Linked DNA regions of Mus musculus: regions 1, 3, 4, 5 and 6 are each linked to region 2. The links are chromatin contacts, called in public HiCAR-type, HiChIP or PLAC-seq and promoter capture Hi-C maps. All regions are on one chromosome and are shown on one strand. The core of a region is the stretch at or near the end of the contact, and the rest is flanking DNA. Distances in the headings are between cores, read along the strand shown. Region 1 holds the start of Tmem243 (transmembrane protein 243, mitochondrial). Region 2 holds the start of Adam22 (a disintegrin and metallopeptidase domain 22). Region 3 holds the start of Elapor2 (endosome-lysosome associated apoptosis and autophagy regulator family member 2). Region 4 holds the start of Dmtf1 (cyclin D binding myb-like transcription factor 1). Region 5 holds the start of Crot (carnitine O-octanoyltransferase). Region 6 holds the start of Abcb4 (ATP-binding cassette, sub-family B (MDR/TAP), member 4).

Region 1 (3,803 bases), core at 210-2,709, 730 kb before region 2:
CCCACAAGGTAAGAAACCCAGCTCTACAGTAACCACAGCAACTTTCAAAGGCTGACTGCTCCTATCAGGGGTCAGGGGGTCTACAGTCACCAACGTCATTTACAAGTGGGGGGGGGGGGAGGGTAAGAGAGCTACAGGTTAATCTTGCCCTGACTTCTGAGAAAGTTTTATGCTGAATACAGAGTTTCTTGATTGTCCCCAAGGCAAGGGGGCTGGGGGTGGGGAGCAAGTTTCAGAAAGTTAACGCTAAGTACAGAGAAAGACTTTTGTTGACTGCAGGCCAGAGGCTCTATCTAGTCAAGCTTCTAGAAAACGGTTAGTGCCTCTGCCTATTTGAGAGCTGGGACCCTTTGTTTGATCACCTCCTGGGATTGTGGCCAACATCCACCTTCATGGAGCTGCTTCACATCCTCATCCTCTTAAGAACTCTAGGTAAGCAATCATCAGAAGCAACCCTGGGCTCTCGATGCACTCCTGAAACCACTAAAGCCCTGGACGCACACCTGAAGTGTGGAGCTGGAAAGTGCGCTTATGCAACCTTCGCAGGACTTTCCCTCCACGGTGGGGTTTCCGCACTCTCCGTAAGGGCTTCCCACAAACTGCCCAGAACTTTCTGAACTTTTCTCCACTCCAAACTGCTCTTGGTGCAGAGTGCAGGGCAAACATCCCAAGAGAGGGGCGGGACGGCAAGAACAGTTCTTCCCACTTCCAAGTACCCTCCAGGCAGGCTGCAAGGAGCCAGCGGGGTGGAGGGAGGCGGGATTCTCGCACTCTGGCCCGGGGCCCACTCCCGCACTCACCTTGGCAGACGTCTCCCCGAACAGAGGTCTGTTATCCAGGCCGCTGGTCCCGTAGGTCCTGGTAGCAAAGTCCTCCATTTTAGGGCTGCTTCGCTCGTCCCCGGACGCTCAAAAGCGAGTCCGCATCAGCTCGCGAAGTCCGGACGCCCGCCCCTCACGGCGCACGCATGGCCCGGGCCCTGGGGGGGTGGGGAGGGCGGGAAATCCCGACGGGGCGACTGTCACTCCCGGGGGCCCCTGGCCGCTCCGCCCCAGCCCCGCCGTCCTCATCTCCAGCGGCCGCCGCGGGAAGTGAAAGGAAACAAACAGCGCTTGGCCGCCGCCCCGCCCGCGCCCGCCGCCCCCAATCTCGGCCGGGGCTCCACCGGGAGAAAGTTTGCCTGGCGCGAGTCCCCCGCGCGGCGGGGCGGCGGGAGTGAAGTTGCGGGCCGGGCGGCCCCGCACACCACCCTAGCTCGGCTGAGAGCTCCGCATCCGCCCGCTCGCGTCCCGTCCCCCGTGCTCCCCGCAGCCCCGGCTGCGCCCGCAAGCCAGACCTCGGCGTCCCGCGCCGCGCGCGCGGCGGATCCAGGCAGCGGCCGCGACCCCGAGCCGTGGCCCCCACACGCCGGCCGGACGCCGGCGCCGTGCGGCGAGTCCCCCCGGGCTCTCCGGTCCGGGACCTGCGGCCACTGTCGCAAACCGGTCGGGCCCGCCCAGATCGCGTCACGACTCAGGCAGCCAATCCCACGGGCAGAGGCGCCGCCTGGGCTGCAGAGCTTTATTTACAGAGGTGCGGGTCGTCCCACCGAGGCGCGGGTCCCCGCTGCCAAGCGTTTCTCCGCCTCTTGGCAATTGGCGGCTGCGCGGTGCACGTAGTGGCTAAAGCAGGGTTCTGAAGACCGACTCGAATTTGGCGTCTTAAAACCCGACAACCTGCTTCGACCACTCCAGGATTTGGATGTGGACACTTTACAGTATCGGAGGCAATCGTGTATGCGTGTTTTATTCTGTATTACACACAGAATAAGAGGTCCTAGTTTACATAAACAGTTAGGTATTTCGTTGCCTGGTCCAGTGGGGGTGCTGCCACAGGCCAGAGCTTCGCATCTTGGGCCTTTTTGGAGTCTTGGGGCTTAGAGAGCTGAATGGAATGGACAAGCTGCACAAGTACCGTCGCTCTACATTTGAAGTTCTTCCTAAAAGCTAAAAACCAAACAACTACACTAATAGGATTGGGCTGACACTAATACCTAGCTAGATTCAAGAAAGTTCGGAAAGTGTTAGTGTGCAGGAGACTCTAAGCTGAAGCGATACCTCCACGAACGCTTAGAATCTAGACATGGGTTCCAGTGCCACGCAACAGTTTAGAACAAGGGATGGAATAACAACCACAACGAACTTCCAGCCCTGAGTACACGTAAGTATTATACATATCCCCATTGCCCAATCATTACACGTGTTTTACAAATTAGCTGTTTACTCGCGACTTTACCTTAACAACAGCAATACTACATAATCCAGCACCCACTTCTATTAAAAGTTCTATTTAAAGATTCATATTAAAAGGTCCTACAAATTAATTCACTTACTTATATTCAGTTTCATTCAACAAAAAATATTTTTGAGGCTCTAGGCTGTAATCCTTTGAATATTAGGGACAGTCTAGACTAAGTAGCAAGACCCTGTCTCAAAATAATAAAATAAAAACTAACAATACTTTGAGAATCTGCTGTGTGCTAAGCAACTATCCACCAAAATAACACAGTAATTATGGGCCTTGGTCAACAACCCCAAAAGATGCCATAATACCAAATTTGATATACAGTCAAATCAAAATCCATAAAGTCTAAAATTCTGAAAGGTTAAAGTTCTGGAAATATTATTCTGGGAAAAAATAAAGACTTTAAATACAAGTATATTTTTTAAAGTATAGTTATTTGAGAAACAAGAGAACATATAGGCAACGTTTTATAGTAAAATAGGTAACATACATATTTGGAAATTATATTCACCTCTGTGCTCTGCTGCTGTGGTGACTGGGTGGGGAGGAAGCATTTAGAATATTCATATTTAGGTCACAGGCCGGGCAGAAATCGTTCTGTCGACTGAACAGAGTAACTCTCTCCTGGTTCTACTTGTACATAATTGTTTTCAAACCAGAAACCTCACTGGCTCCTCGGGAAAATATTACTTTGGTTCACCAAAAACTACTAAAACTTTCAGGGACTGCTCATCAGCTAAGCATGCTTATTGCTTTTGCTGAGGGCCTAGGTTTGTTTCCTAGCATCTGCATGTGGTTCACAAACATCTCTAATGCCAGTTAGAGTTAGATGACATATTTCAAAAGATTTTATTAACTGTGTGTGTGCATGTGCATGCATGTGCTTCCACATATGTGCTTCCAGCCAAGGAGGCCAGAAGGGTGTGAATTTCCTTCAATATGGAGTTACAAGCAGCTGAAAGCCACCCAACCATCGGTGCTGGGATCCAAAATTAGGTCCGCTACAAGAGTAGTGAGCGCTCTTAAATGCTGAGTCATCTTTCCAGGCTCCCAAACAACGTATTTTTAAACTAAAATTTTTGTTTTTACTAAAGTCTGTCAGCCTTCTTCCCGGAATTAAAATTTCTCTCCCTGATACGGGAGCCTCTTTCCTTGGGAACTGCAGTTTTCAAATTTTGACCTTTGTGGTAGTTTATATGAAAATGGCCCCATGGCCTCACAGGGAGTGTTACTATTAGAAGTTACTGTAGCCTTGTCGGAGGAAGTGTGTCACTGGGGGTGGCTTTGAGGTTGCAGATGCTTAAGCCAGGCCCAGTGTCACTCTCTCTTCCTGCTGCCTTGCCAATCTAGATGTAGAACTCTCAGCCACCTCTCCAATACCATATCTGCTGGCATACCACCATGCTTCACAACATGACAATAATTTAATAAACTCCTGAACTGTAAGACAGCCCCAATTAAAGGTGACTATTCACAGCAATAGAAACCCTAGCTAAGACAGCCTTCAGTGTTTCCAAATT
Region 2 (3,937 bases), core at 855-3,354:
AGTCGGAGACTATACTGGGTGTTCGTGATCCCAATGTAGCCCTGGGACTTTCTCAGGGTGATTTTTCAAGCACACAAAAAGGTCTCAGTTGACATACTTCAATTAATAAGAGCAGTGAGCCAGAAGCAGAACCCACAGAAGCTGAAAAGCAAGGTTAGTACATTTAGAGCCTTCCTCAGAACTATGGGTTTGATGGATTAGGTCTTTGTTTTCATTTGGGCGGGTGGTGGTGGTGTCTACCTCCTGAGTTTTACAGCCTGAAGGGTACTTCCATCATGGAGTCAGTTATGCTATGGTCTGAGGACCTACTACAGTCTGAGGTCTGTTATAATCTGCAAATAAAGATACTTTGGCTTCTTCACTTCCAGTTTTATTTCCACTAGTTGTCTATTGTTCTTGCTAAGACTTCAAGTTCTATATTGGATAGGAATGGAGAGAGTAGACAATCTTATCTTGTTCCTTTTAGTGGAATTGCTTTGAGTTTCTCTTAATTTAAGTTGATGCTGCCAATGGTTTTGCTCTAAGTTGTCTTTATTGATTAAGTATGTCCCCTGCATCCCAAATCTGTTCACAGGTTTTACGATGAAGGGGTGTTGGATTTTTCTGCAACTGATGAGATGATCACGTGTTTTTTGTCTTTCAGTTTTTTATATGTTGGATTACATTTATTGATTTACATATGTTGAGTCATTTCTGCATCTTTGTGATAAAGCCTACTTGATCTAATTCTTAATTCTCTCTCTCTCTCTCTCTCTTTCTCTCTCTCTCTTTTATTCTGGGGATCAAATGCCAATATATAGATTTCAAAATCTATAAAGCTCAAGTTCTAATTATGTTAATATGTGTGTTATTATTATTTCATCCTGGTGAGCCTCTAACATTTGAGAGGGGCAGTGTCTTATTTAGGGCTTTATTGCTGTGAACAGACACCATGACCAAGGCAACTCTTATAAGGACAATATTTGCTTGGAGTTGGCTTACAGGTTCAGAGGTTCAGTCCATTATCAAGATGGGAGCATGGCAGTGTGGAGGCAGGCATATGGCAGGAGGAGCTGAAGGAGCTGAGAGTTCTATGACTTCATCTGAAGGCTACTAGGAGAAGACTGGCTTCCAGGCAGCTAGGAGGAGGGGGTTAAAGCCTACACCCACAGCGGTACACCTATTCCAACAAGGCTACACTTTTGAATAGTGCCACTCCCTAGGTAGGGAAAGCGGCCTGACAAAGTCGTTTTCCTTATCTATTACTGGTGCAGGTTTGAAGCTGACAGATATAGGAGGAAGCAAACATATCACAGAGTATCCGGCTGACTCACTCTTCACAAGTCTTCCTAGACCTCTGGGAGACATCTGATTCTCCTGGAGTTGGGTTAACCACTCTCCCTTAGGTATCAAAATTAAAATGAAATCAAATGTCAATTCAAAAAAAGGCGTGGAGAATGGACAGAGATGTCTCAGAGGTTTAAAACACTAAGTGTTCCTCCAGAGAAAATGAGTTGGATTCCCAGAACCCACAAAACCTTCTGTAACCCCAGTCCTAGGGACCCAACATTCTCTTTGGGCCTCCAACCATAGACACTGCATACACATGGCAGGTGCACAGACACACCTGTCAGCAAAATACTTCATAGGAATAAAAGCATTGAAAACCGCCTTGGGAAAATTCTTACCAAAAAGGCTTTTCTTAATTGCACCTCACAATGTGTGACTCACGCCCAGCACACAGTAGGCCCTCAGTCCAGATCTGTGGCAAAATTGACTTGTCCTGCACTCAAGGCATGGTCTCTTGGAAACACAAGAAATAGTAGTAGCTCGTGAGCAACCCTGTGGCTCTTCGCAGAACTTGGGGGCGAATTCGGGGTGCGGCCACTGTGCAGGTGACCTCCATCACCTCTCCTCCTTTGGTGTGCAGTCTACTTCTTGGGTTTTGGGTGGCTATGGTAGCGTCGCCTTAGAGACCAGCTAGCTGTGCGGGGAGGGAACTACATTTCCCAGCTACTCTGGTGCGCGCGGCCGGGTGCGGCGCGTGGGGCAAGTGCACCACCAGGGCCCTGCGCACCCGGCTCTTTCCCCCCGCTGTGCTGGCCACCAGCCCGGGCCTCCGCCTGGGGATGAGGTGGGAGGCGCTAGAAGCCACTTAGCTACAGGCTGGCGCCCGAAGCGGCGCTCGCTCGCTGCCCCCGCCACCGAAGCGCTCGCCAGGCACAATGCAGCACTGAGGCCACGGAGGCTGCGGTAGCGGCTCGAGCTGGGAAGGGGCGGTTGGGAGGCCGAGCCCCAGGCCCGGGCAAGAGCAGCTGAGCGCCGCCACCATGCAGGCAGCGGCGGCCGCGTCCTTCTGGCTGCTCTGCGTCTTGGGGACCTGCCCCCTGGCGCGCTGCGGTCGGGCAGGTAAGTTCGCATTTGCCGGGGTTTCCAGGACTCTTTGGAGCCTGGAGGACCCTCTAAAAGCCGCACCCGCATTTCCACAGTGCGCCGTCGTTTATTTTTTATTTTTATTTTTTGAAGGTCGGCGAGGAAGGGGTGTAAGCACACATGTGTGGGGGACCCGAGGATGCATCAGCAATCTGGGGTCAAATGCTTTTTTTTTTTTTTTTTTTCTCTTTCCTCCTGCAAAAGAAGAGTCTCCTTCAGGAAAACGGGAAAGGGGTGCCCTGTTTCTGGGCCCAGAGATGCTCTCGAAAGAGCTGGTTCCAGGGCTTTCCAGCTGGTGTCTCTGCGTCCTTCCCAGTTAGGTCCAGGAGGGAGGAGGCGGGGAATAAGGTGATGAGGAGTGCAGGATGGAGGACTGTGGGTCAGGGTCATTATTTTTTGCTGTTTCTCTCTACTCCCTCCTTCCCTCCTTCCCTCCTTCCCTCCTTCCCTCCTTCCCTCCTTCCTGCCTGCCTGCCTGCCTGCCTGCAAGGAGTCGCCTCACTGAAAGGACTGGAGAGGGGGAAAGAAAACCGCTTCCTGGAGCGCCAGAGCATCATACCACTGCGCCTCATCTATCGCTTGGGCGGCGAGGATGAAACTCAGCACAACCAGCTCGACACGCGGGTGCGGGGCGACCCTGGCGGACCGCAGGTGAGTGGCGGGGTTCGGGAGATGGTCCTCCACACTGCCCAGGGACCCCGCGTTTGCTTAGGGTTGCCCTGGAAATGCGGTGTACCGGGTGAAAAGAGCACAGTCCTAATTTGATTCCTGCATGATACTCTTGGTGTAAGTGCAAAAAGGAGGAAAAAAGGAACCAAAAGAAGGGTAGGCCAATGTTTTGCAGACGTGCTAGGGGGTAGGGGTGGCATTGGATGCTCCTAGTAGCCCTGTAACCTGAGCTAGGGACAAGAGGCACAGACCCTATCTCCTTAGTCAAGTGAAAACTGCACGGGGTAGGAGGAGTCTATTTAGGCAGGATATGCATCACCATCTTTGTTGTTTTAACTCTGAGAGAAAACATTATAAACCAGGATGATTATTGTAGAAAGAAGAGAGGAGAAGAAAACTAGGCTGCTCTAAGAAACCAAACTAAAATAAACAACATCTCAAAATCCCCTGGTCACTCAGATTTGTGAACACCAGAGACATGCCCATTCAGTCCTAACCTAAGGCCCGAAAACGGGTCCTCCTTGGGTGCGATCATTTTAGTGAGCACTTATATTGCTCTGAAAGCTAATTTATTTCAGTACTTGCATTTTAATCAATACCAAACATCTATAGATACGAATGAGTACTGCTAACTCTAGCAAATATTTTTGGGACTGTAAATGTTTTTATGTTTGTATAGATCAACCTGACAAGTCGCTCATCTACAAGTGCATCTGAAGTTCATGTAGTTGATAATTGAAAACTTTACTTAAGTAAAGATAAGCTGGGCAGTTTCATACCATAAATACATTCAACACTAACTTAACTGTGATGTGATAATGTACTCAGTTATTCACGTGTTTGACATATGTAAAGA
Region 3 (3,921 bases), core at 398-2,897, 900 kb before region 2:
TCCAAAAAGTTGAATTCTATAGAACCCCATACACTGGTTTATTCCCAGGTGACAAGTGGCAGGATACATATCGAACCAATACTAGCACAAGCTGAAATTATGCACAGCTGTTTGTTTGCCAAGACTTTGCCCCGATTCACTAGCTACAGTACAGCTGCATATTCACACCCAAGCTTGCCATCTGACTTTCCATCATTGTGGGCTGCCCTGGGGCATGTATTGTAAGAGAAGAAGATGAAAACCCAGGGATGATGGATGGTGTCTAAAAGGAGGATACTCTCATTCCGAAGTGGTTCCAGCAAGCACAGAAACAGAATCTTGCCGTTCTTCTCAAAAGAAGCTAATGGCTAACCTATTTTTGCTGGATACCTATAAAGAACCTGTCACCCTGATTCCTAGCAATCTTCCTTAAAACAGCGTGTGTGCCTCACCTCTTCTCCAACAGAATCACTCAAAGTAGGTCAGAAATGTTACTTCCTTCCCCTCATTGATTTTCATTAAAAGAAGGCACTTTCTGGAGCATGAAAGGCAAAGGTAAACACACAAAGCAACTTCCAGTGACACCCTCTAGAAATTGTTGGCACAGTAAGTCTCGTTTTTCCCAAAAGCAGGAGAAAGATCTAATCACCCAGAATGTACCCTTCTTGGCTATAAAGCAGCAGTGATCTTAAACTGTAAAGTACTCAGCTACAGGACTTCAACCAGGTGAAGAACCTCCCCAAAGGAACATATTTGCTTTGCCCATTCTAATTTTCTACATCACCAACCCGCCTCTTTCCTAAGTACTTTCTTCTCTGCCTTCTTCACATCCATGTCTTGCCAGAATGTCAAGAGACCACACTGTTCTGTATTTGAAAGCTGAGAGCTTGAGAATTGGATGAAAGCATTTGTGGAGACTGGGGAGCAGAGAAATCAGGAGAGGGAGGGTGAGTATCTAGGTCTCTCAAAAGCTATAAAGCCTTAGTTTTCTAAATCCTATGGGGCAGGGCTTCCCCAGTCTCCTCCCCTTCCTGAAATTTCTTTCTCAAACCCAGGTCCTGAGACCTGGCTCTCCAAAGGGGGCGCAGCAAAGTCCTTCAGAAACCCCCAAACACCAGCACGGAGAGAAATACACCACCAGAAAGACAGAAAGCCTCTACACCCGCTCCTAGCCAGCTAGCAGGGGCGAGCAACTTCATCCCTGGGCAAAACGAACGCCCCTGTCCTCCAAACCCGAAAAAGGTGATGGTCACTCTGAGCCCAGGTCCCCGAGATCGCCCCACCCCACACCCCGCCTCAAACTCCAAGTGGGGACCCGGTGCTGCTCACCTCTTGGCACGCAGGAAGCGGGCGGCCAGAGGAGGACGAGTCTCCAGCCCAAACTGCCTGGCAGCCTGCGAGCGCCCAGCAGCAAATCCAGGCGGGGCTCCAGGGCAGCGAGAGCGCGCGGCGGGGACCCCCGGCCGGTCGCCCCCGATCCCTGCCTTTCGCCCGCCGCAGGGTGAGCAGCAGCATCCCGGCACTGAATGGACTCCGGCGAGGAGTCTGGGAAGCGAGGACCGTGCTCTTGCCTCCTCTGGGCTCAGCTCAACTGGGCTGATCTGCACGCTTACAGCTCGGCCGCTCGCAGCGCGGGCAGCCGGCGCCCGAGCTCCCGTCACGCCAGAGGGAGGGACCGTGGGACGCGGGCGCGGCGCGGGGGCGGGACGTGGGGCGGGGACGCGGGAGCCGGGAGCAGGTGGCGCGGGCTGCGGCTGAGGCCCAGCCCAGCACGCGTGGAGCGGTGGCGCTGCCAACCGCGCAGGAGCCTTGTGACAAGATTGAGGGATTCAGAGAGACCAGAGACTCCGGAGTGTCGCTCCTCTCTAGACCCCTGTCGACACCCTAGGGATATCTCTTATAAGGATCCACGCCTCAGAATGAATTTCTACAAGATTAGGGTTTGCTGAAATGGCAGAGAGGAAAGAGGCCTGAGGTTTGTAGTATTGAGCTCGGTTATCTCATCTATTTAATGAAAATGATAACAGTAGCCACCACGTGAGGTCGCCATGCGGGTTAATTAAGTTGATGTGCACAAAGCTCTTGGAAGGGTGCCTGCCTCACAGTAGATGGGAAAAAAGTGGTGGTACCAAACCTACTTCCTGCTGATTTAGGTATTATTTCATACAGATGTGTAGCTTTTGGCGAACAAACCTTTTTGCTTCTGGGAAAGCATTTATCCTGTACAAAAGCTGCAGTGGTGGTCTATTTTATGTGACCCACACGCACACACTAGGCAGTGAAGGGTGATATGTCAATGGGAGGAGCTCAAGGATCCTCTGACCCAACTGACACACTAAATATAAATGGACCTGAATATGTCTGCAGCAGCTACGTTCACTCAAATATATATACATTTCCTTTCGGTTTTCTTCCACTTACAGTTTAGGAGTAGCCAAACAGGTAGGTGGCTCTGTTATCGCTTCGGTTTTTATTTCCTTTGTTTGTTTTTTTATTCTTTAATCCACCAAGAATTTATGTGAGCCAAATTTATATTATCTTTGTCAACAATTAACCATATGTCTATGAATTAAAAACACTTTCTTTATTAAAACAAAGCCCATTTTATTCAACATAAGTAGATTAAAGTACAGATTTGCCTAAATAGCATTCTTTGTAACTCTCAATTAATAATTTCCTCTTAAAGGATTAAACAGCTTAGAGTTACTAAGTATACATTGCTTTTCTTTTGTGCAGGGTACATCAGAGGTGAACTTCAGTAACACACAACAGTCACAGAACTACATCAACAGCACCACAGCTACAGGCATACGTTCTACATAGATTTTTCTTCTTGCAAGTAAACCAGATTGCAATATTAAATGACCAAAAAATTTAAATCCTCTAAGCACAAAAATGTTAGTAAGTATGAATTCAAGTAGCGAATGTTTGAAACATAAATTTTATGTAAGCGGAATGAAATATTATAAAAGTGTTTCTATATGAACCTCGGAATGAGAACAATTCTAGAAAATGTGCGTGTGGATTATGCACTCCGGAACACGGATATTCTTGAAAACAATTTGACAGCATACTAAAATATTTTTACTCAGTCAGGGAACATGATGGAAGAGGAGACCAAACAAATATAAGAGCCAGAAGGAAGATAAAGAGGAGGGCTGCCTCAGGCTATCTCTAAGTACCACATAGCCTTCACAGTCCTGAATTCACATCAGCCACGCCCAGTGCACTGGGCTGTTAACAGGAAATCATGGGTCCCAGGGGACTGTAGCTCTCCTTCATGAACTATTGACTACTGATGAATTCTGGAGGAGGGACAGTTATTGCGTTCACTTGTGTCCCCAGAAGTGAGCCCACCAGGTGAATGTGTGAGCTACCAACCCACATTCACACAGATGTCCCTGGTTATGCTCAGGTGGTGACAAGACAGAACAAAAAAGCAAGCATTGAGTGTAGAAAGGGACCTGTCCGGGAAAACAGGAATGGGAGGAAGATAAGGGAGGGAAAAGTGGGAGGCACCACAGCACATTATAAACATATTTGAAATTGCCAAAGAATAAACTTAATTAGAGTTATCAAAGTATGAGTACGCCTTTAGCTTTTTAAATTTTTATTTAATTTTTTCATACACTATATATTGATATTTTTCCCTTCCCTAACTCCTTCCAGATCCTCCCCACCTCACTACCCACCCAACTTCATGTTCTTTCTGTCTTTCTGGTCATTTTTAATTCTAGCCATCTAAGAACTAGTGATTAAGGAGAGCAAGATTTTACATTCACTGTTGTTTAATTAAAAATTAAATAGCCTAAGTGCCCCCAAAAGGGGGATAGTTAAGTAAGTTATGCTCCTTCCTGTGGTAAAACTATACTGATATTAAAGTTGTATTTTCAGAGAATACTAAGAGACTTAAGGAAGTGCAATGATACTTTATCAATGTTT
Region 4 (3,739 bases), core at 452-2,951, 790 kb before region 2:
ATCATTTAAAACTGTAAGCAAGCCCCAATTAAAACTTTCTTCTGTAAAATGCCTTCACCATGGTGTCTCTTCATAACAGTAGAAAAATAAGACAATCAGAATGGCATAGTCTTAGCATACATCAATTTTTGGATGATTTTTCTTTACTACGTAACATATATTTTAATTCTTCACTACTTTAGTGCCAAATAAAGTTCTGTTGAATAGATGTGCCTGCTTGTTTATTCATTCACCTCCTGGTTAGCCTCTTGGTTGGTTGCATGTTTTGGCAAATGTGAATAAAGCTGCTGTAAAAAACTTGTGATTCCAAATTGCATTGGCCATCAACTCCTATGAACCTTGCTTGATTTAAGAGTATGCCTGATACATCTAATTTCACTCCCCTGGGGGGAAAAAATGATTTTCCCTTTCCCCAGATCTACCATTTGCAAACAGCTTCTTGATTAGGAATGGGACTTTGTGTATCACTAGTAGTGAAAGGAAAGCAAAGTATAACGTGTATCTGCTGAATCATAAAAGCAACACCAATAGGAACCCCAATGCTCAGAATTGTGTATCTTAGAACTTTTGGGTTGGTTTGGTTTGGTTGAGATGTGTTCTATGTAGCCAACACTGCCTCAAAATCCAGTCTTCTTTCTGCCTCAACCTCTTCTCTGCTGAAATTAATAGGTTCGAACAATTGTGCCCAGCATGGGGCAAAAGGCAACTTTTTTGATGTTCTCATCATAGAGTCTGCACTTTTTGTAGCAGTGTTTATGGCAGAAAACCACATCTGACCAGTGTGCAGTTAAGTGACTGTAGAATGCCTATCCCTAAGTGGGTTTTTATAATGCAATCCTTACACCAAAGGTATAGGAGCGTTGCTGAAGATGGGGGGCAGAAAACTTGAAAGAGTCAGGGGAATGGGAAGACTTCTGTTTTAACACCCACCACTCAGCAGCTGTGGTCCCATGCATACCACCACTCCACTCCACATTCCAGCATGGATGGCGAACAAGGTTCCATCTCTGGCTAGGGAGCTACAAGCAGTCAAGACTGCTGAGGAAGAGTCAACTTCCTTCCTGAAGAGATCAGATTGTTTTCCCACGTCCAAGCGGGGCGCAGCCCTACACTGAAGTACATCTGGGCTACATGTGTGTACCCAGAAATACACCCCTACAATAGGACATGAATTTGAGTCGGGGGCATGTCAGGGAAAACACGGGGAGGAGTTGGAGTGGATAGGAAGGAGTAAATATGGTCAAAATGCATCTATTCATGTATGAACCTGATTCTTAAAGATTGGCATGGGAACAGGGCTTCTATTTTGTTCATCTCTAAGAATCCAGAAAATAGAGCTGCACTCGGCATAGCTACCAGCACTGAACTTTAAATGCATAAAGAACTGTAGTCTCCTAAAAGCGAGGTCACACTCACGGAGGTCACCTTTCACAAGAATTATAGAGACACACCGCTCCCTCTTCGCTTCGGAGATTGCGGAAACTAAAAGACAGATGGTGCAGACGCCTGCCAAGGGAAAGACCCTCCTTTACGTCTATCACCCGCCACAGCTCGACGGCGACCGTCCGACCCTATCGCTCGCTGAGAATGGCGCTCGATTCCGCAGCAACCCATCAGCTTGCCGACGCAGACGGAAGTGACGTCGGGGGTGGCGCGCGGGCCCGCCCCCCAGGAGAGGCGGGCCGCAGGGGGGGTGCTGGGAGGGCGGGGGCGGGGCGCGGCCTCGCGGCTCCGTTTCCGGTGGCTGGTTGCGCTCGCTCACCCCAGCTGCAGCCACTCTCTCCCGCGGCTGCTTCCTCCATCCTGGTATTTTTTGGAGCCTCCATCCTGGTTCTTCCAAAGTGCCCGGACCCAAAACAGGAAGTAAGTGCGATGGAACCTTCAGGTCCGGGCCTCCGCCGCAGCCGCTCCGCCCAGTGCGGCCGAGCCGGCCCCTTCGCGGGCCTTGGCTGTCGCCGGCTGGGTGCCGCGGGCGGGGTCGGAGTCCGGGCTTCGCTTAGCCGCCGCGGCAGGCCCCGCACGCCGCGCCCGCGGTCTCCGTCGCCGGCTCAAGCGGCCGCTGGCGGCTGGAACTCCCGAGCGATCCCTGGGGCGCAGCGGCGAGCCGGTGGGGGCGGAAAATGGCGGCGGGCTGGAGGAACTAAATGGCGCCGGGACCCCTGGGGGTGGGCCCGAGTCGCGGAGGACGGCGCCGGGGGCCCCGCGGGCGTGTGCGTGCTGGGCGGCGGAGCTGCCAGCCTGGCTTGGCTGGGGTGCACTGAGCCCCCTCGGCTGCGTGGGTGGGGTGGGCAGGGCAGTGGGGGCGGGGGTCGTCCCAAGCCCACCATTTCTCCTCGGCTCGTTTGGCCCGTGAGCCCCTCGCCGGTTGGACTCAGCGAAGGAAGTCATGGTTGCCAGTCGGACTTTCTCTTTAGAGACCGCGCGGGACGTGGCCTGGGGTGCGGGGAGAGTCCTGGCCCAGCCAACTAGTAATTGTCAGGATCGTGCGGAGCAGACCTTTAGCGTTTCAAAACCCTCTTTGGCCCTCTAGCAAGAACTTTTTTTTTTTTTTTTTTTTTTTTTTTTGAGAATCTCCCCGCAACCTTAACGAGTTTTACTCCGAAAGAAGTGGTCCAGTGCCATCCTGTGCTGTTCAGTGATACAGCATATGTTTTTATAGTTAAAGACTTCGGTGTAGCTAAAGAAAGAGTGATAGCCCGTGATTGCTTTTGTCAGCCCTTGTACCTCTTTCTGACAGCTAGACTTCCTTTGGGACAACCTCCAAAGAAAAATGCATTTCAGTACTGTTTGTGATGTGTTATGTCTTAAGCTAGATGTACTGACTTTTATTAATTAGAGCTATATTTTCGTGTTGTAAATAACTTTTGTGGCTTTTAGGCTGTAAATTAAGAAAGAAAAGACCTTTGATTATATTGAAAGTTTTACAAACATCAAAGGCTATTTTCCTTATAGATTTTCTATTTCTGGTACTGCAAATTTCTTTAGGCCAGTCTTAAATTTACCTTAATAATTCGAGTAATTTACTATAACATTTAAAACAACTATAATAACAAAATATTACTAGCTTTTTACTGTGGTAGAATAGTGATACAATTTTGTATATTTGGTTAAACTTAGACAAACTTAAAATCCATTTCAAAGATTGTTATGTTGAGTGTACCAGGTCAGTGAGAGACTAATGATATTCTCCACAGACGTGAAAAAACACTCCTATCTATATGAAGAATATTATTTATTATTTTATGCTTTTATCCCACTACTGTCTTTCCCTGGTGCTTTTGAGTACCATCAAGTAAGCTAACGTTTCTTCATTACTTTAGATTATGATAGTCTTACCCAAACTGTTGTTCAGGGGGATGATCTAGAAACCTGCCTGGTCCACTGACTCTTTCAGTTGAGGGAGACACCTGGTATTGTTACCATTTTCTTGTCATATCTGTATGTTTAGCAGTTTGGGGGATACATACAAAATACACTTTTTTCCAAGTATTCAGGTTTTAACTTTTCGAAGGAGGAAATCAGTTTTAGTCTTAAGGTTTGAGGTTGGAAATAGAGTGTATCTGGAAAATAGTTACTAGTGTCCTCTGGTTGGTCTTTTCTTCCTTTCTTTCTCTCTTTCAAGTTGTGCTTGCCTATATCATTCTGTGTCTGTCCCAAACAAAGGCCTTGCTTTGCATTTATTAAATAGCACAGAAAATGTTTGGGAAAGAACTAAACCATGTTATCAAACTATATCCAT
Region 5 (3,973 bases), core at 1,025-3,524, 630 kb before region 2:
GGAAACTATTAGATTTTATTCCTATAACTAGCCAACAAGGTCTATTCCCTTATTTGGTCATTTCCCTCTCCTGAGGCGGACTACCAAAGTCTAGTTATCAAAGTATTGCGGTTCAGCTATCAACCCTCCGCTCCTTTGACTGACCTAATCTGTCTAATGAAAGTCAACACCTCATCCTAGCTCAGGGCTTGCCCTTGACTTGACACTGTCATTTGCCTATGTGCCACATCTGCCTCCTCTCTAGCCAGAGGTAGCCCCTTGCCCTGGGGTCCTGGGTCCATATGGATCCCTTCATACACATAAATGAATGATTTTTTAAAGATTTATTTATTTTATGTATATGAGTACACTGTACAGATGGTTGTGAGCCTTCATGTGGCTGTTGCGAATTGAATTTTTAGACCTCTGCTCACTCCGGTTGGATACTCCAGAAGAGGGAGTCAGATCTCATTATGGGTGGTTGTGAGCCAGCATGTAGTTGTTGGGATTTGAACTCAGGTCCTCTGGAAGAGCAGTTGGTGCTCTTACCTGCTGAGCCATCTCTCCAGCCCGAATGATTTTTTATATAACTTTAATAGTCAATTTTAAGACTTGGGACAAGTTGTTGCTATAAGACATACTCCAAAAGCTTGCAATATCTTCCTCAGCCATCAAGATCTGTCTATCCTGAGCTAAGAAATACAAGCTTGTTCAAATTTAATCTGAGTGCTACCGATTTTAAATTTGACATTAAAATATCTATTATACATTTGGTAGAAAACATTTTCAGGACTCTGCTTAATTACAGTTTTACAGAGATGGTCATTTTTCTCACATTCTCCAGGTTCTACTGATTTTTTTCAGTCCCGAGGTTGTTTTCTTTTTATGAGAAGCCAAGATCTTCATGGAGACACCGTTTCTGCTTAACAAAACCAGGAAGAAGAGAAACTTGCAGCAGGGCTTGAATGTAGCTCAGTGTTAAAGACCCTGCATAAAGGCCTGGTTTGGTGAGATTACCAAACTCACAAAAACAGTGAAGGTGAGTGACCCTAAATTCTTTGCCACCAGCAAACATTCAATATGCGTAAACTTCTAAAGAGGTGCCAAAATTTTTTTTACTAAAAAAAAAAAAAAAAAAAAAAAAAAAAGACAATGAAGGTTTCTGAGAAATCCAGTCAGTCTAAGAATTCTATTTTCGAAGCATAATATAATATCCGGAACGGAACACTTACATACTATGAGGGGGAAAAGTTCTTTAACACAGTCACTTTGACAAGCTTAGAGAGATTATCCAGCTTGATTATGTAATACCTCCAGCAACGCTGTGCAGTCATGAAACATATTAGTAATTCTGCGGGAAACTCAAAAGGATTTCGGAAAGACAGCAGCTTTTAATATACTAATTTGAAATGAAGTCATTAAACTGTTGAATAACTTAACTATGCAGGAGCAGGTAAAATATTTTTCCTTCCACGAAAACAAAACAGAAGTACAAATAAAAAGTGTATATAAGTTTAAAATTGTATCAATTTATTTCAGGAGGTAAATGAAAAAAAGGGCATTGACCTGTGAAACTAAAAATACCTCATAGTCTTCCTCTAGGACGTGCTAGCTTTTTAAAAACGCAACTTCTTGGATGATAAAAATATTCAGGCAAGGCCAAAGCTTGAAGCTTGACCATCGCTAGAGACTGCAAGGGCTTGCCCTAGATGGCTGGGAGTTGGCCAAATCTTAAGTCTCAAAGAGGCGACGAGGCCAAACCGGATCCATTCGCCTGCTATTCTCTTGCCAGCACACAGGGTAGACAAAATAAAATGTCTCAGTATAAATTCTTAAATTTATATCTAAAGTAGTATAAATGCTTGCCTGGGCCATGCAAAGGAGGCTGGCACAAAGAAGGGGGAGCGACTGGGAAGAAAGAACACAGCGCCAAGCCCCTAAGAGTTCGGCGAAAAGCAGGCTGAGCCGTGGGCCTCCTTACGCAGCCACAGGGCTGTGCCCGAGAGTGGGTAGATCTCTGGACGGAGGCCAATCTCCCGCAGCATCCGGAAGGAAGCTGCTGTAGCGGGGACTGCAGGGCGCTTATCTGACTTTCTGCTGCGTTCCCGGGGTCTGCAGCCTAGGACGCCACCAGAGCCCGAGAACCCGGCGGGGGCGGGACCAGCAAGCCTCGACAGCCCACCCCTTCCAGCGCGGGGTGGGACCCTCGCGGCTTCCCGTCCAATCCCGTTCCCCGACGCGCACAGGGCGGGACCCTCGCGGTTTTCCGTTCTGGTCCGGCCTCAGGACAGCCCAGAGCCTGCAGGCCGACGCAGAGGGACAAGAGGGGCGCGGGAGGTGAGGATTCTGGGGCCGGCTGCTCGCTCTCCTTCCCCTCCCACATGGCGAGGGGGTCGAAGGGTATTGCAGTAGCAGGAAGCCGAGCTGAGTGCAGTCGGGCTGTGCGCCCAGGCGCCCCGTCTGGCGCGGGCGTGGTGCCCCCCCCCCCCCCCGAGCATCTTGCCCTTCTGGTTTGGGGTGTCCTCTCTCAGTTGCACCGGCCTCGCTAGAGTGCTAGAGTGCTAGAGTGCTTGATCGATTGGTTGGTTTTGCGTGTGCATGTTTCTTGGTTTTTCTCCCCTTGTCCTTATCCTCGGTGAGAAGCTGCCCTTGTTTTGGTGGGAGGAGTTTCTGAACTTTATTGCTTTCTGCTTCTGCTGCAACCTCCCCGCGGGCACCGGAAGGTTCCCTGTGCCCCTTGGGTCCATCTGATAGGCTGCTTGGAACATAGCTAGCTCTGTAGTGATATAAATCTCATGTCTAGCAGATGTCCGTTCTCTGTATTTCCAGCTTCTGTCACTATCCTCTTCTCCTTTCCTGATCTTTACTTGAGTGTATTTCTTCCTTTCCACAGTCACCAGGCTTGGCCAGTTCGGGTTCCCTGTGGTTTCCTTTCCGAATTGTTCAAGCAGGCTCCTGGAGGTCCTGAGCACTTCTTCGTGGTTTACTGGTATGTGACCCTATTTGTTTACTTCCTGGTTCTATTTTCCCACCTCTCTCGCGTTCACATCACCTTGCTTTCAGAAAGTCCACTGTCATCGTTTTCTTAATTTTATTGGAATCGTTTAACTAGTTTTATATGGTTGAAAACTTAAGACAACTCTTAAAGAATCTGTAGTCGGCTTAACCTTGCAGGGGCTAAGCACTGCAGCAGGCATAAAATTAGTACTCTGGTCTTCTTTGTGGGATCTGTTAAATGACAAGGAAGTGTAATGAGATCAGCTTGCCCGGCATGCTTGCATTAGTTTCCTATTGCTGTTACAGCAGACAGTGACATGTTTAGCGGTTAAAGGAACACAGACTTTGAGTTTCTGAAGATCTGAAGTCCGAGCAAGCTTAGCTGCTTACCCTGCATGGACGCACAAAAGGAGAGACCAGGGTTTCTGTTATGAGTTACTTTCTGAAGTTTTAGGGGGAGACTCCCTTTTCAGGTTCATTCGAGTTGGCAGAGTCTAACCCCTGTTCACTTGCATTAGGATTAATCCCATTTCCTGCAAGTCCTGTTTGTCTCTGAGTTCGTTAAGGACATGGATGTAGACACAGATCATTAAAGACATAGATGTAGACACAGAGGTGTGGCAGTATCTCTGCTCAAGCACTCAAATGATTAGGTTAGGTCCTCTCTATTTTAAGCCTTTTTTTTTTTTTTTTTTTTTTTGTAGGTGAAACCCAGTTGCAACCATAGGAGTAATGATGTTCTATCATAATGACAAGTTCTGGGGACTAAAAAGAGTAGGTAGGAGTTAGGTCATCATAACAATTCTGCCCATTATAGTCCATAATATAGTTGTTTCAGGATGAGTTGTTTTTATGGCATTAAAAAGTCTGATGACTAATTATATGGTTATACATGCCAAGATAAAGAGATTCAATTAAAGTTACTTGCCTAGAGCTGGGTGGGTGTTGGTGGCATATATTCCCAGCACTAGGGAGTCAGAGGCAGGCTGACCCATGT
Region 6 (3,731 bases), core at 1,062-3,561, 530 kb before region 2:
AAATAGCAATGGCTCCATTTCTTCTCAGAGTGAAATCAAAACCTTTATATTGGCTACTCAGTCCACACTCTCTGAGGGTACCATCATGACACCATCCCCCGCTCCCAGCTGCTCAGATAGGCAGACCTGGTTTCTCTGCTACTTTGTGAATGCAACAAATACAGTCCGGACCTCAGGATCATTTAGCTCTAAATTGTTGCTGCCAGAAAATGCTCCCCAAATACCCATGGTTCTTTCTGCTTATTTCCCCTTTCTCAGTAATTGACTTAAAAATAAGACCTACCCTAACCACCCTCCTTAAAATGGATAGACACTTCTGCTATGTTCTCCTAATTTTCTCAGTCTTCATTAATTTTCTTCACACTTGGTACCTTTCAACAGATGGACATTTGCCACTGAATATATACAAGAGAATGTGCCACAGGCTATGCAGCATATCTAGAACAGGTATATTAGCCCTCCTCAGTTTGTTGTGCCTAACAGAAGTGGGCTTAGCTTTCCTTGAAGGTACCGCCCTTGGTATTATTATATAAAAATTAGTCCCATATTTCATTTTGTAATCTTACAATATCAAGCTAGTTCTAACTTTGTGTATTTCGGTTTTGAGGTGTTTCCTTCTTCCTAACCACATGCTGTGAGCTTCTTCTGAGAGCTTCCTGGGCCCTGAGTGTTACTACACCTTTTCCAGGGACTGCTCCTTCTAATACTAGTCAGTGTGCTCAGCCAGTATAATACATAAATAGCCGTCTTCGTGAAAATGCCATCTATTAATAGAGTCACAGTCATCCCCAGCCTAAATTGCCAGATGACAAAACCACATTTTTCTATTAGAAGTAACACCATCCATACATTTGGGGTTTGTTTGTTTGTTTGTTTGTTTTTGTTTTTGCTTTTTTATGACTCGATATGGACAAACCTAAATTTTCTGTGAATAAATGTCACGATTCTAAGAATGAGTAGGGCGATGCCACGGTCCAAAGCAATTAACAGAAGCAATGCTTCAGTTTAAGATTCAGATAGGCATATTTGTCAGTTGGCTAATCAGGCCCCTTGCAGCTTGAGAACCAACTACAGAAGCTGATAAATTTTCTCCCTCTAGAAGACAACTTCATGACACATGTCAGTTTGTTCCGGGTGGCCTAGCATGAACTCAGAGACTGTAATAGCCTCATAAACTATTTGAAGCTGAGGGTAAAAATGATTCACTGTCCCCACAGCGAAAGAGGAAACACGCACACACTTGCCTAGGCCCTTCTGCCTGACAGAAAGCCGTATGTGTGCTTCACTGTGGCTGGGGGAGAACGAGAGTCAGGGAGAAAGACAGACCCACTGGCAGGGGAAGCGTCGAGGTTCACCCTCTTGCAACTGGGGGAAAAAAACTGATTTCGAAGCAGAAGTTAGTGAAGAATGAGGTTGTTCTCCATGTCACCCCCTAGAGAGGAGAAATAGGGCAAACAGTCTACAGATGGGAGAAGGGGAAGACGAGGCAAAGAAGAGAAACACAGGAAGAGGGGGGCCTTGCTTCGCTACCCTTGTTCAGAAGTACAGCCATCAATAGCAGGTGTCTGAAGTTCTACCAACTCGAGTAGCCAGATGATGGCTAAAAAGAGTGAAACGTTTACTTTATAAAAATACAGTGAATGTTACACAACGCCAATATTCATCAAATCACCCGTGTCCAGGGGAGGGGGGCGCTTTTGAAGACAGCCTCTTCTCTCTGAACCTGTTCCAAAAGGAGCCTGGGAGACAGTCCTCAAGAACACTTAAAGACTTCATCCCAAAGGCCGGAGGCATCAACCGGTTCTCACAACTTCTTTTCAGGACTCCGCTATAACGGAAAAGCCAGTGACTCTGCGGTCCTGTATACCTGATGCTGCCTAGTTCAAAGTCGCCGTCCAGGCGCCGTGCTGTTCCGTTTCTCGCTGCCTCAAGATCCATCTCAGCCTGGGGAGAAACCACAGCCTCAGGTCCAAGTGCACCCGGCTCAGCTGCCTGGAGAGGGGGACCTCCAGGCTCCGCGCAGAGCCGGCGCAGAGCCGGGGGCACTGGTGGCAGCCGCTCCCCGGCAGGTCCCACCGCAACTGCCTTCCCTCGGTCCCTTTCTCCCGCCGCGTCCTCCCTCACCTGAACTTCACGCGCGTGTTGGCCGCAGCGGGTGGCGCGCAGACCTGGACTTTGCTCGCCGCGGCTCGTCCCCGCCTCCCACACGCACCCGGCGCCGGCGACGCCTCCCGCTGCGGCGGGGGCGAGGGCCCGGGCCCGCAGGAGAGCTCCCGCAAGCCCCGCAGGCTCTGCAGGCCCCAGCGCCACCAGCGTGTCGCCCTCGCCGCCAGGGGCGCGCGTCTCCGCGGCCGCCCACCCGGGCGAGCTGCCAGCAGCCCGCAACGCAGCACCAGCTGCAGCCGATAAGCCTGCTCGATGCCTCCTCTGGCAGGCTACGGGCCCCTAAAAGTGACTGCCACACCTCCCCCATGCTGAGTTTTCTTTTAGAACACACTGGGGAAGTAATTTCCACCAGTTCAACAACCAGGCGCTCTGAGATCCCAATAGGAAGTTAAGTAGCGAGGTCGCCACTTATGCATCCTCGGCTCGAGTCTATATGGCACCAAATTGCAACTAACACCCCAGATGCTGAAGATTAAGCAGGTCCAGCCCAGAATCGTCAGCTTAAACTCCTTGGAGATGAGGAATATCGCTGGTGTCCCACACGGGGGAGGGCACATAGAGACACAGAACTTGGGGGCTGAAAAGGATTCCCCTATTAAAAGCACACACTTAAAAAATATTATTCATTTTACATCCTGATCTCTGCCCCCTCTCTCGGTACCCGCCTCACACAGTCTCTTCCCCAATCCCCCTTACCCTGTCTTGTCAAGTCTCTGCAGGAATAGGTGAATCCTCTCCCACTGAGACCAGACAAGGCAGCTAGCTTCCAAGCTTCACAATTTGAATTTGATCTCTGCTACAGACATAGTGGAAGGAGACAATGGTCTCTCAAATTGTTCTCTGATTTTCATACATGCATCATGGAACATGTGCACTCCTATACATCAAACCACGTGCAGAAAATAAATAAAATGAGAGAAAAAAGCACGTACTTTTGGTTTGGTTTTCACAAAAGTGAAGACATCGGTGTTCAGAGAAGCTAAGTAACATCTCCATTCCCAACGCTGCATCTTTCAGACTGGCACCGATGCAAAGCCTATTGACTGTGGCTGTTCTGATTTCCTACTCTAATCCCTCCATGCCAAATCGTCTTACTCTTAGGGCCTATGTGAATATGGCTTCCTTGTGAGTTCTCATCGATTTCTCCACTCTTCCCAAAACGAAGGCGCTAAATCAGATAATAAAGCGACACCTTCTGAGCTTCAAGCAAGCAAGTTTCATACTTAAGAGCTTCACAGGTCAGTGTGTGGCTGTGGGCACTGCTTATTTCTCTGGGCTTCAGTTTCTTAAGAGTCTGTCTTCCTTATTAGGTTACTGTGAAAGTACTTAGTGTTGCTTTTAAAACATAGCACCTGTATAATATGTGGCTTGCTTTTCTCCTAGTCCAGTGGCTGAATTTGCGGCTGAGCCTTGTTCTGTGTGGCATTTGCACAATAGCTGTCTAACTGCTTTCCAGACAACCTTAAAGTATGAAGAGTAGAAGAGTTGTCACACAGACCCTGAAGGCAGCTCTGCTCTGCCGTTTACCGGTGCTCTGGCTTTGGATGGGTTATTTAAATCTCAAT

What was found. Promoter capture Hi-C pulls out the DNA fragments that hold promoters and counts their contacts. HiCAR-type assays count read pairs that join an accessible place to other places. HiChIP or PLAC-seq counts read pairs in DNA pulled down with a chosen protein or histone mark.
Region 1: a contact with region 2 is called in a HiCAR-type map of astrocytes, with 2.8 times the contacts expected there. The contact joins the promoter of Tmem243 here to the promoter of Adam22 in region 2. A contact is called at or near these places in 4 of 39 promoter capture datasets (cranial neural crest, embryonic stem cells and hematopoietic stem and progenitor cells), 1 of 115 datasets of contacts at active chromatin or transcription factors (astrocytes) and 1 of 9 other capture datasets (macrophages).
Region 3: a contact with region 2 is called in an H3K27ac HiChIP or PLAC-seq map of microglia, with 6 times the contacts expected there. The contact joins the promoter of Elapor2 here to the promoter of Adam22 in region 2. A contact is called at or near these places in 1 of 39 promoter capture datasets (liver) and 3 of 115 datasets of contacts at active chromatin or transcription factors (astrocytes, embryonic forebrain and microglia).
Region 4: a contact with region 2 is called in an H3K27ac HiChIP or PLAC-seq map of epiblast stem cells, with 9 times the contacts expected there. The contact joins the promoter of Dmtf1 here to the promoter of Adam22 in region 2. A contact is called at or near these places in 2 of 115 datasets of contacts at active chromatin or transcription factors (astrocytes and epiblast stem cells) and 3 of 9 other capture datasets (adipose tissue, liver and macrophages).
Region 5: a contact with region 2 is called in a promoter capture Hi-C map of embryonic stem cells, with 2.4 times the contacts expected there. The contact joins the promoter of Crot here to the promoter of Adam22 in region 2. A contact is called at or near these places in 1 of 39 promoter capture datasets (embryonic stem cells) and 1 of 115 datasets of contacts at active chromatin or transcription factors (bone marrow-derived macrophages).
Region 6: a promoter capture Hi-C map of neural stem cells shows a contact between it and region 2. The contact joins the promoter of Abcb4 here to the promoter of Adam22 in region 2. A contact is called at or near these places in 3 of 39 promoter capture datasets (cranial neural crest, hippocampal neurons and neural stem cells) and 1 of 9 other capture datasets (adipose tissue).

Annotation. Positions count from the first base shown.
Region 1 is chr5:9,098,393-9,102,195 of GRCm38.p6, reverse strand. It overlaps Tmem243 (transmembrane protein 243, mitochondrial), which reads right to left and starts at 1,459. Exons shown (of 5, transcript NM_001081029.1): 1 at 1,337-1,459; 2 at 801-979. The coding sequence starts at 878.
Region 2 is chr5:8,366,327-8,370,263 of GRCm38.p6, reverse strand. Adam22 (a disintegrin and metallopeptidase domain 22) reads left to right here and starts at 2,104. Exons shown (of 31, transcript NM_001310440.1): 1 at 2,104-2,388; 2 at 2,903-3,063. The coding sequence starts at 2,310.
Region 3 is chr5:9,263,844-9,267,764 of GRCm38.p6, reverse strand. It overlaps Elapor2 (endosome-lysosome associated apoptosis and autophagy regulator family member 2), which reads right to left and starts at 1,647. Exons shown (of 22, transcript NM_172706.4): 1 at 1,309-1,647. The coding sequence starts at 1,494.
Region 4 is chr5:9,159,738-9,163,476 of GRCm38.p6, reverse strand. It overlaps Dmtf1 (cyclin D binding myb-like transcription factor 1), which reads left to right and starts at 1,701. Exons shown (of 18, transcript NM_011806.3): 1 at 1,701-1,863. It overlaps Gm46901 (predicted gene, 46901), which reads left to right and starts at 2,567. Exons shown (of 1, transcript NR_166570.1): 1 at 2,567-3,739.
Region 5 is chr5:8,995,447-8,999,419 of GRCm38.p6, reverse strand. Crot (carnitine O-octanoyltransferase) reads left to right here and starts at 2,274. Exons shown (of 18, transcript NM_023733.3): 1 at 2,274-2,316; 2 at 2,873-2,968.
Region 6 is chr5:8,892,301-8,896,031 of GRCm38.p6, reverse strand. It overlaps Abcb4 (ATP-binding cassette, sub-family B (MDR/TAP), member 4), which reads right to left and starts at 2,311. Exons shown (of 28, transcript NM_008830.2): 1 at 2,125-2,311; 2 at 1,868-1,944. The coding sequence starts at 1,938.